Linked DNA regions of Mus musculus: region 2 is linked to region 1. Evidence: chromatin contacts called from public HiChIP or PLAC-seq data. All regions are on one chromosome and are shown on one strand. The core of a region is the stretch at or near the end of the contact, and the rest is flanking DNA. Distances in the headings are between cores, read along the strand shown. Region 1 holds the start of Scmh1 (sex comb on midleg homolog 1). Region 2 overlaps Gm36134 (a long non-coding RNA gene).

Evidence for each region. HiChIP or PLAC-seq counts read pairs in DNA pulled down with a chosen protein or histone mark.
Region 2: a contact with region 1 is called in an H3K4me3 HiChIP or PLAC-seq map of embryonic basal ganglia, with 2.2 times the contacts expected there. The contact joins the enhancer-like site here to the promoter of Scmh1 in region 1. A contact is called at or near these places in 3 of 39 promoter capture datasets (the C10 cell line, embryonic stem cells and frontonasal cranial neural crest), 1 of 484 Hi-C or Micro-C datasets (embryonic stem cells) and 2 of 115 datasets of contacts at active chromatin or transcription factors (embryonic basal ganglia and oligodendrocyte precursor cells).

The regions. Positions count from the first base shown.
Region 1 is chr4:120,402,190-120,406,779 of GRCm38.p6, reverse strand. It overlaps Scmh1 (sex comb on midleg homolog 1), which reads right to left and starts at 1,432. Exons shown (of 18, transcript NM_001379185.1): 1 at 1,324-1,432.
Region 2 is chr4:120,246,118-120,250,704 of GRCm38.p6, reverse strand. The region is part of intron 1 of Gm36134 (a long non-coding RNA gene); the gene reads left to right. Among named protein-coding and RNA genes, the nearest start is that of Gm36134, 14 kb to the left of the region's middle. Within about 2 kb of position 1,669, at least 96 of the 459 cell types and tissues checked have an H3K27ac peak or open chromatin away from gene starts, as enhancers often do. A contact at or near this core is called in embryonic basal ganglia, where this site is marked.

The sequences.
Region 1 (4,590 bases), core at 183-2,682:
TGCAGTTTGGCACCAATCTAGGTCTCAGTCCTTTTTAGAGCAAAAATAATAAGCTCTTTTATCTGCATGATATATTACACTGTACAATCTTTTGATATACATTAGCTCACTTGATGAAGTGTTCAATTTTTCAAAGGAAGAGAAACCACAAAACAGGATGATCTCTTTTAGCTTGGGGGAACACATGCTACTACTATACAGCTTTTCCCTCTCCCCTCCCTACCCCCACCCGCTAAGTTCAACGCAGTACGAAAATGAGGAAGGGAGAGTACTTTTTATTTAAGGTCAGTCCTTTAGGGTCAAAGCTCTTCCCTTAGAAATGATTGAGCTTGGTCTCTCTGCTCACAAGAAGCTCTTCTGTGGGGGCAATATGGGCAAACCAGTGCTCATCAAAGGAGCGGATCAAAGACCAGAGTAAAGAAAAAGACTAAAGGAATTGGGAGTTAGCCAAAATAAGACTCAGGGGACACGATTACTATCTTCACTCTTAACAGCTGCCCAAGAGGAAACGAAGCAGAAAGACGAGAGACAGCCGTTCCTTTCTACCTATAACCAAATCCATCCAGGACCAGACTGGACGGCCTTACTTTAGAAAGGTTATTAGGACTAGGACGGAGAGCCGTCCTAAAAGGTTCGCCAAATTATTAGGGTATTATTTGGAATTTTTAAAGATAACTTCCTTCCCGAATAGGATAAGAGTAGGGGGAGCCTGGATGACTCTCAGATCTCTTCGCTTTGGGGTATGTTTTGGGGTTCACCTATCTACTAGGGAACTCCTTCCCCTGCTGTGCTCTAAGGTTGTCCGCCGTTCCCTGTCTCAGGTTCGAAACCTTCTGTAGCCGCCGGGTGTTTGCCCGGCTCCAGGCAGGTGACACAAGTGAGTCTCCCCCACCCCGCCCCCAGCCCCGGGACCCCTGAAGAAAGCTCCAAGCCCACTGTGTTCACGACCCCCGGTGCTCCGCTGCTGGGACCCAGGCGAATCTCTCTGGCGACGCGTCCCAGCAGCCCGAAAGAGCCCCCGCACTGGGCCCGAGCCAGGCTTCCCGGTTCCGCCCCAAGCCCTGCTCCCCGCTCGGAAGGGGCCCTGTGCGGGGACTCGCGCGCCGCGCCCCCGACCGACCCCGACGCGTCAGGCCGCCGCCGGACACTGGGCCCGAGCAGATGCGGCGCAGGCCGCCGGGGTTCTGGCCGGGTTGACACGGCCGCCGGAGGGCCGCGGACACAGACACCAGGGTCACCGGGCGGGGACTCGCTCCAGCCCGTGGCCGTAAGGCGGGCCTTGAGGGGCCCGGACCGGGCCGGGGGTGGCAGTGAGGCGCTTACCTGAGGGCGACAGCGGCGCGGGGCGCGGGCGGCTCACTCCCATCCAGCCGCCATGTTTCCGCTGCGCAGGGAGCGAGCGAGGACGCCGGCAGGGGCGGGCGACGGCTCTGGAGAGCGGCTCGGCTGAGGCGGCGGCGGGAGGCGGGGGGCTCCACCGAGGCGGCGGCGGCGGCGGCGGCGGCGGCCGAGGGGCGGGGGGCGGGGGCGAGAGCTGCCCAGCCCCGCCCGCCAGAGACTCCTGCCGCGAGGTGGCGCGCGCCGCGGCCGTTGGGTTCTCTCGCGCGCGCGCGCGGGGCGGCGGGAAGGGGCGACCCCTCGCGCCTTCCCCCCGCCTCGCGACCGCCAGCCCTAAAAAAAAAAAAAAAAAAAAAAAAAAAAAAAAAAAAGCCGCGACCCACTGGATTGCTCGCGTCTCCCAGACAAGTGAATGACGTCCTCTGAGGTCCCAGGTTCGAATCCCGTCGGCCCTCAGCCCCCACCCAGCTGGTGGCCGGCTGTGGAGTAATCTTAAAAGAGTTCCTTCGCACCTTTAGTCTTTCCAATGCGCAGGCGGGAGGAAAACTACTATGAGGAGAAAACCAGTGCGCCCCAAAAGGTGCAACAAGACTAACAAAAGCAGGCCTTCACTTTTGCCCCGTAGTAGGCTTTGAATGTTAGCGTGCTAGGTACTACAGTGGCTAGGGTCCTTCCAATGATGCTACCCCACCCCACACACAATTGTGTCTCAAGAACGTTATGTTTTAGCCCGCGGAAACTGAAGTTCATGGGGGTGGGGGGGAGAGCTACGTCTCCAAGATCACACAATTTTACTGGCTGTGCTCTTGCCTGGAGGTCAGGTGTTAAGGGAAATGCTGGTTGATTTTTATCAGCCTGAAACAAATCTACTCTTATCTCAGAAGGTGGAATCTCAGTTGCATAACAGTCTCCATCAGAATGGCCTATAGGCAAAGTCTGGGTGGGCATTTTCTTGTCTAATGATTGATGTGGGAGGTGCTACCCCTGGGCAGAGGTGGTCCTAGGTGGTATAAAGAGAGGCCAATAAAGGATGTTGCTCCATAGCCTAGCTTCATTTCCTGTCTCCCTGTTGCTGTTCTCACCTCCCTCAGAGATGAACAATGTTGTGGAAGTGTAAGCCAAATAAACCATTTCCTCTCCCAGGTTGCTTTTGGTAGGGGTCTTTATCACAGCTATGGAACTCACACCAGAACCAGAGAGTTCCGGGAAAGCAGCCCTTACTTAGCCCGAAGCTCATTCAATCTGGTTCCTAGAGGAAGCTGCAAAGAAAGGCTTCTCAGGATGAGGAGAGACTGAGAGCAAAGGTGTGGCAGGGATGGCTATCAAGAGTCTGAGAGGCTCTGGGAATCTGGTGGTGATGCTGTTAATGTTAGAGAATGAAGGGAAGCCAAAGCACGGCAGATCCTTGCACATCTACACTAGAACTTCAATTTTTTTTCCTCTCTCTCTTCTATTGGATATTTTCCTTATTACATTTCAAACGTTATCCCCTTTCCAGGTCTCCCCTCCAAAAACCCCCTATCCTATCCCTGCTCCCCCAGCCTCTATGAGGGTGCTCCCCCACCCACCCACACACTCAATGCCTTCCCTCCTTGACATTCCACGACACTGAGGGATCAAACCCCTAAGGCCCAAGGGCCGCTCCTCCCACTGATGTCCAACGAGGCTATCCTCTGCCACATATATGGCCGGAGCCATGGGTCCCTCCCTGTATACTCTTTGGTTGGTGATCCAGTCCCCGGGAGCTGGGGGGGGAGGGGTCTGGCCAGTTGACACTGTTGCTCCCCCCATAGGGCTACAAACCCCCTCAGTTCCTTCAGTCCCTTCTCCAATTCCTTCATTGGGGACCCCATGCTCAGTCCAATAGTTGGCTGCAAGCATCTGCCTCTGTATCTGTCAGGCTTTGGCAGAGCGTCTCAGGAGACAGCCATATCAGGCTCCAGTCAGCAAGCACTTTCTAGCATCTGCAATAGCGTCTGGGTTTGGCAACTGTATACGGGATAGATTCCCAAGTGGGGCAGTCTCTGGATGGACCTTCCTTCTCCCTGTACAAAGTTCAAGTCCAAGTGGATCAAGGACCTCTACAGAAAACCAGATACCCTGGATCTAATAGAAGAGAAAGTGGGGAAGAACCTCGAACACATGGGCACAGGGGAAACATTCCTGAACACCAATATTTATGCTCTAAGATCAAGAATTGAAAATGGGACCTCATAAGATTGCAAGGCTTGCCAGGCGATGGTGGCATGCCTTAAACTCAGCACTTGGGAAGCAGAGGCAGGTAGATCTCTGTGTTCGAGGCCAGCCTGGTCTACAGAGTGAGTTCCAGGACAGCCAGGGCTACACAGAGAAACCCTGTCTCAAAAAACAAAAAAACAAAACAAAACAAAAAACAAACAAACAAAAAGAAGATTGCAAGACTTCTGTAAGGCAAACCACAATAGGTCAAAACAGCAACCAATAGGTTGGGAAAAGATCTTTACCAATCCTACATAGAGGGCTAATATCCAATATATACAAGGAACTCAAGAAGTTAGACTCCAGAGAACCAAAGAACCCTATTTAAAAATGGGGAACAGGGCTAAACAGAATTCTCAACTGAGGAAAATCGAATGGCTGAGAAGCACCTAAAGAAATGTTCAACATCCTTAGTCATCAGGAAAATGCAAATCAAAACAACTCAGATTCCATCTCACACCAGTCAGAATGGCTAAGATCAAAAACTCAGGTGACAGCAGATGCTAGCAAGGATGTGGAGAAAGAGGAACATTCCTCCATTGCTGGTGGGATTGCAAACTGGTACAACCACTCTGGAAATCAATCTGGTAATTCCTCAGAAAATTGGACATAGTACTACCTGAGGGCCCAGCTATACCATTCCTGGGCATATACCCAGAAGATGTTCCAACATGTAATAAGGACACATGCTCCACTATGTTCATAGCAGCCTTATTTATAATAGCTAGATGCTGGAAACAACCCAAATGCCCCTCAACAGAAGAATGGATATAGAAAATGTGTTACATTTACACAATGGAGCACTACTCAGCTATTAAAAACAATGACTTCATGAAATTCACAGGTAAATGGATGAAACTTGAAAATACCACCCTGAGTGAGATAACCCAATCACAAAAGAACACACATGGTATGTACTCACTGATAAGTGGATATTAGCCCAAAAGTTCAGTATACCCAAGATATGATTCACAGACCATATGAAGCTCAAGAAGAAGGAAGATCAAAGTGTGG
Region 2 (4,587 bases), core at 420-2,919, 160 kb after region 1:
TGCCTATTTGTAACAGGGAATCATGGGTGGATTAACCAAAATGTCTCTGAGACCACAATATCACTCATGCCCCACCTGCATGGAGAGTAAGCATTGTCTTAAAGCACACTTGCTTGTTTTTTCTATGGCTCTTTGCCTCTGGAAACAACTGGAGTATGGGAATGGGGCTTGCAGATGGCTCTCCTCATTGCCCTGTCCTCCATGATCTTTCTTGCTAGTCTAAGGTTGGGGTGTGGAAATGGCAGATATTTCAATGCAAGTTGCATACAGTTTTTTTTTTAACACGCGAGTGTGTGTGTGTGTAATGTGTGTGTGTGTGTGTGTGTGTGTGTGTGTGATGTGTGTTCATGGGTGTCTTTCTGTCTATCTGTGTATTACTGTGGAGGTCAGAGGTCACCCTTTGATAGCTTCCTCTATTGCTCTTCACCTTATTTTTTAAGGGTCTCTCACAGAACTTGGAGCTCACCAGTTGGCTAGACTGGCTGCCAGCGAGCCTCACAGATCCTGCTGTCTCTGTCTCCCCAGTGCTGGGATTAGAGGTGCGCTCCACCATGCCTGGCTTTTGATGTGAATGCTAGAAATTCACACTCAGACCCTCATGCTTGCTCAGCAAACCCTTTCCTGATCAAACCATTTCTCCAGCCCCCATTACAAAAAACAAACTTAGATAAGTCTTTCTGAACAGAGAATGCCAAGAGTATGTATATATACATACATGTGCATGTGTGCGTGCGTGTCTAATACAAGTGACCTCAATGTCCCTGCCAATGGTGGAGCAGATTGTAAATGGTGTGCCTTGAGTTATATAATACAGCTCAAGGCCAAAGCCAACCCAAGGCTTGGGAAACTTCCTGGGCAAAAAGTAATGGCATTTGATGAGAATGGCCTGTTAGTTAATGCCTCAAAATGCCATCAAGTGGTGGGTCAGCTGTTGAACGGGTGCTTGAACTCAGGGCTTCTGACAACCCAGGACTCCCAGAACCTTCTTCTTGCCTTCCCAAATCTCTCAGAGAGAGATCATTTTGCTTTCAGAGGGGAAAACAATGTGCAGGGCTTATTCAAAGTGTTTTGATAACCCCCTACCCTGTCCCCTGGGCCCATAACTCTCCAGACCTTGCATGGGTCTCAGAAGGGACTTGACTGTGACTCACCAACCTGGGCCAGACCTTTCCCTTCTGTTTATTTTTCTTTTCCAGAAGTGGGTCTCGGGTCCCTAAAGAGGAAGGAAAGGGCCAGGCCTGCCTGTAGCAGGGGGTACCTCTGAGTGTGCTGAGACCAACCCCTGATTCTGTTGAGGTAAAGTTTGGTTCTCATGTTTTGGCTCTTGCTCTCCAGCTTGGCAGCTGCCATCTGCATCTGGCATAGACGGGAGCATGGCATTCATTGGCACCACAGGGCCAGGGCTTGCAGCAGCAAGCCCAACAGCCTAACCCAGCCCTGGAAGAAAAGGGTTAACAGGCTGGGGAGGTGGGAGCAGCCGTCATTTGGCTAAGGAGCCTTGTTAATTGATTCCCTCATTCCCATTTGTTCCTGCTAAAGAGAGACAGATGAGAGGGAGCCCGCCAGGCCCCGCTTGGCACCCGGCAGCTTGGCTGGGCACAGCTGTGCTCCTGGCTCTGGTGTCTGTGGGGGAGGGGCGGTGGCAGTAGAGGTGAGGAGGTGGGGCAGTCCCCTGGCAGGCCAGTGCCCTCTGCTCACCCTCAGCCAGGCAGAGATGTCACGAGAACACTTCTGAGAGGCAGGTCCTTTAGTCAGCCTCGCGGCACCTCTTTGATCTCTTGGCCCTGCCTGTCACCACTGGGGCTGGGAGCTCAGTGAGACACCAGAGGCAGCTACCTCACCATCCAGCTCCTGATGGGACCCTGCCAGCCTGAGGCCCAGACAGAGATTCAGTCTAGAAAAGGGTCAGCCCTGGTCTGGCCCGCAGAGTCTTGTGCCTCTCTTTGGCAGGCTGGAATCCACAGCATAAAGCTATTGTCTCTGCCAGGGCCACAGGCTCTCTGCTCAATCCTGATACTCCCTTGCCTCTAGTTCTCCATTTTTGTTGTTGCCGTTGTTTGTCTCCCATGTGATGTATGTATGTATGTGTGAGTGGGTGCACAGCTATGTGAGTGTGGGAACCAGTGGTGGATGTCCAATGTCGCTCAGTTACTCTCTATTGCTCTTCTGTAACAAGGCCACTCACTGAGCAGGTACTTACAGACTGCCTAGACTGACTGGCCAGCTTGCCCTAGAATCTCCTCTCTCTGTCCTCCAGCCCTGGGGTTCCAGTGCATGCCAGCAAGCCCAGCTTTAACACAGGTCCCCATCCTTGCACAGCAAGGACTTTTCTCACAAGCAATTCTCTGCCCCTCCAACCCAACTCCGTCTGCACCTTTCTCCCGCCTCATCTTCATTTCAGCCAAGCTCACTGGTGTTTGAGATTGTATCAAACAGGGCCGCATCACTGTCCCATGAGAGAATGGAGTTTGAATATCACCAATCAAATATGAGACTCAAAGAGTTCAAAGCCTGGTTCTGTCACTTGTTGGCTGCGCACATTGGACAAGACATTGTCACTTCCTTGAGTCTTACTGGCTCGATCACAGCTCTCGCTCGCATCCCACACCTCTATGGAGTGGGCACACTTGGTTTCCTTAAGAAAGAGTTCCCTGCCTCTGGGATCCACCAGAGCCTGTGGGTGGGGTTTGCCATGTAAGATGGCAGTGATGGTGAGATCTATCTATGCGGCTGCAAGTGGCTCCAACTGTTGCTGGACATGTTTTTTTTGTTGTTGCTGTTGTTGTTTTGTTTTTGAAGAGACAGGCTGACCTCAAACTCAGAGATCTGCCTGCCTCTGCCTCCTGAATACTGGGATTAGCGGCGTGTGCCATCACCACTCCAGACTCTGTGCTGAGTGGGCCTCCCTCACATCATGACAACCCTGTAGTTTTCTCTGCTCTCCTTGGCTCTAGGCTGGCCCTGTGACTTACTCTGGCCTGTGACAGAATGTGGTAGGGCCAGTTCCGAGCCCAAGTCTCAAGAGGTCTTGCATACTCTCAGTTGTCCTCTTGGCATCCTGCCCAGCTGTGGTGTGAACAAGCTGGAGCTGTCCTGCTGGAGGAAGAGAGACACATGGCCAGATCCCGCCCATCACTCTGATGACAGCCGGCCAAGGCCCAGAAGCAGAGCCACTTAACTGAGGAGCAGCTGATTGCCGATGCATGAGTGAGCCCAGCCAACAGCAGGATATTCTAGCTGCACTAGCGAGCCATAGAATCACAAGCTTAACCAGTAAGTGGTGGTGATTTTAAGCCATGAATGTTGGGGTGACTTATTATCCAGCGAGAGCTAACTGATACACTGTCCCCCATGGTTGCTGTGTGAGGTAATGGAAGAAAACTAGCTGATGAGAGTAAATTGCCCGGCAGAGAGCCTACTATTGAGCAGAAGGTCAGAAAGTAGGGCCTCCATCACTTGCTCAGGGCACGGAGTCCTGGACCATGGATGAAAGCCTCCTGCATCCCAGAGTGCTCTCTCATCAGAGCTCAAAAGTTCAGTACACTTTCCCTGCCCTTGCCCCATCCGCATCCCATCTCTGTAAGGGCAATAATAAAAAAAGAGGGATGACATTATTGTTTGTATCTTACGAGCTAGCCTGGGGCCAGTCTTTTATATGGCCTCTGTCTCTGTATTCCCACTCAGGTCGGTGACAGAGGCACCGTCACTTAGGTCTTACTTCCATCAGGACATTTAACATTTTGGTACTGTCTATTTATTCTTTGGAGACAGGTGTCATTATGCAGATCAGGCTGCCTTTGAACTCATGAACCTATATCCCAGCCCCCCAAGTGTTGAAATGAAGGATGTGTACTGCTGTGCTTGGGTCACACTCACTAATTTCTTAAATTTTTAAAATACTCCTGAACACTGTAGCTTCAGATACACCAGAAGAGGGCAGCGGGATCCCATTACAGATGGTTGTGAGCCACCATGTGGTTGCTGGGAATTGAACTCAGGGCCTCTAGAAGAACAGCCAGTGCTCTTAACTGCTGAGCCATTTTTCCAGCCCCACACTCACCATTTTCAAGGCAAGCAAACACAGGCTTGGAGATAAGAGATCTAAGGTGTCCAGCCTTACACAGCTGGTGAGCATGAAGACTCACCAGCTTGCCTGGGTGCATTGAGTACGGTGGCACCGGCCTTTAAGTCTAGTAGTGGAAGGCAGGCAGATCTTCCTGAGTTCAGGGCCAGCCTGGGTTACGCAGTGAGACCCTATCAGGAAAAGAAAAGATAGACTGGCCAGCTCCACAGGAAGTGTTGACTACCCTCTACTCAGGCTGCTTTCCCAAGGCAGCTCCACTCTGTCTCTTCACCCTTGCCTTGGTAACCCTAAGCTCCAGGGTTATTCTTAGTCCTTATTAGTAATGCCTGGTTACCCGAACCTGGCGGATACTCGTGTGTCTTCTTGGCACACACAGAAGCATTCTGAGGTTGACTTCTTCCCTTCACCAAGGACGATGTTGTCATTCCTCTGTCTTCAGGCTTGCCCTTCCACAACTCTCCCAACTTCTTTGTAGATTTTCCTTGTCTTCCAGACTCCTTCAC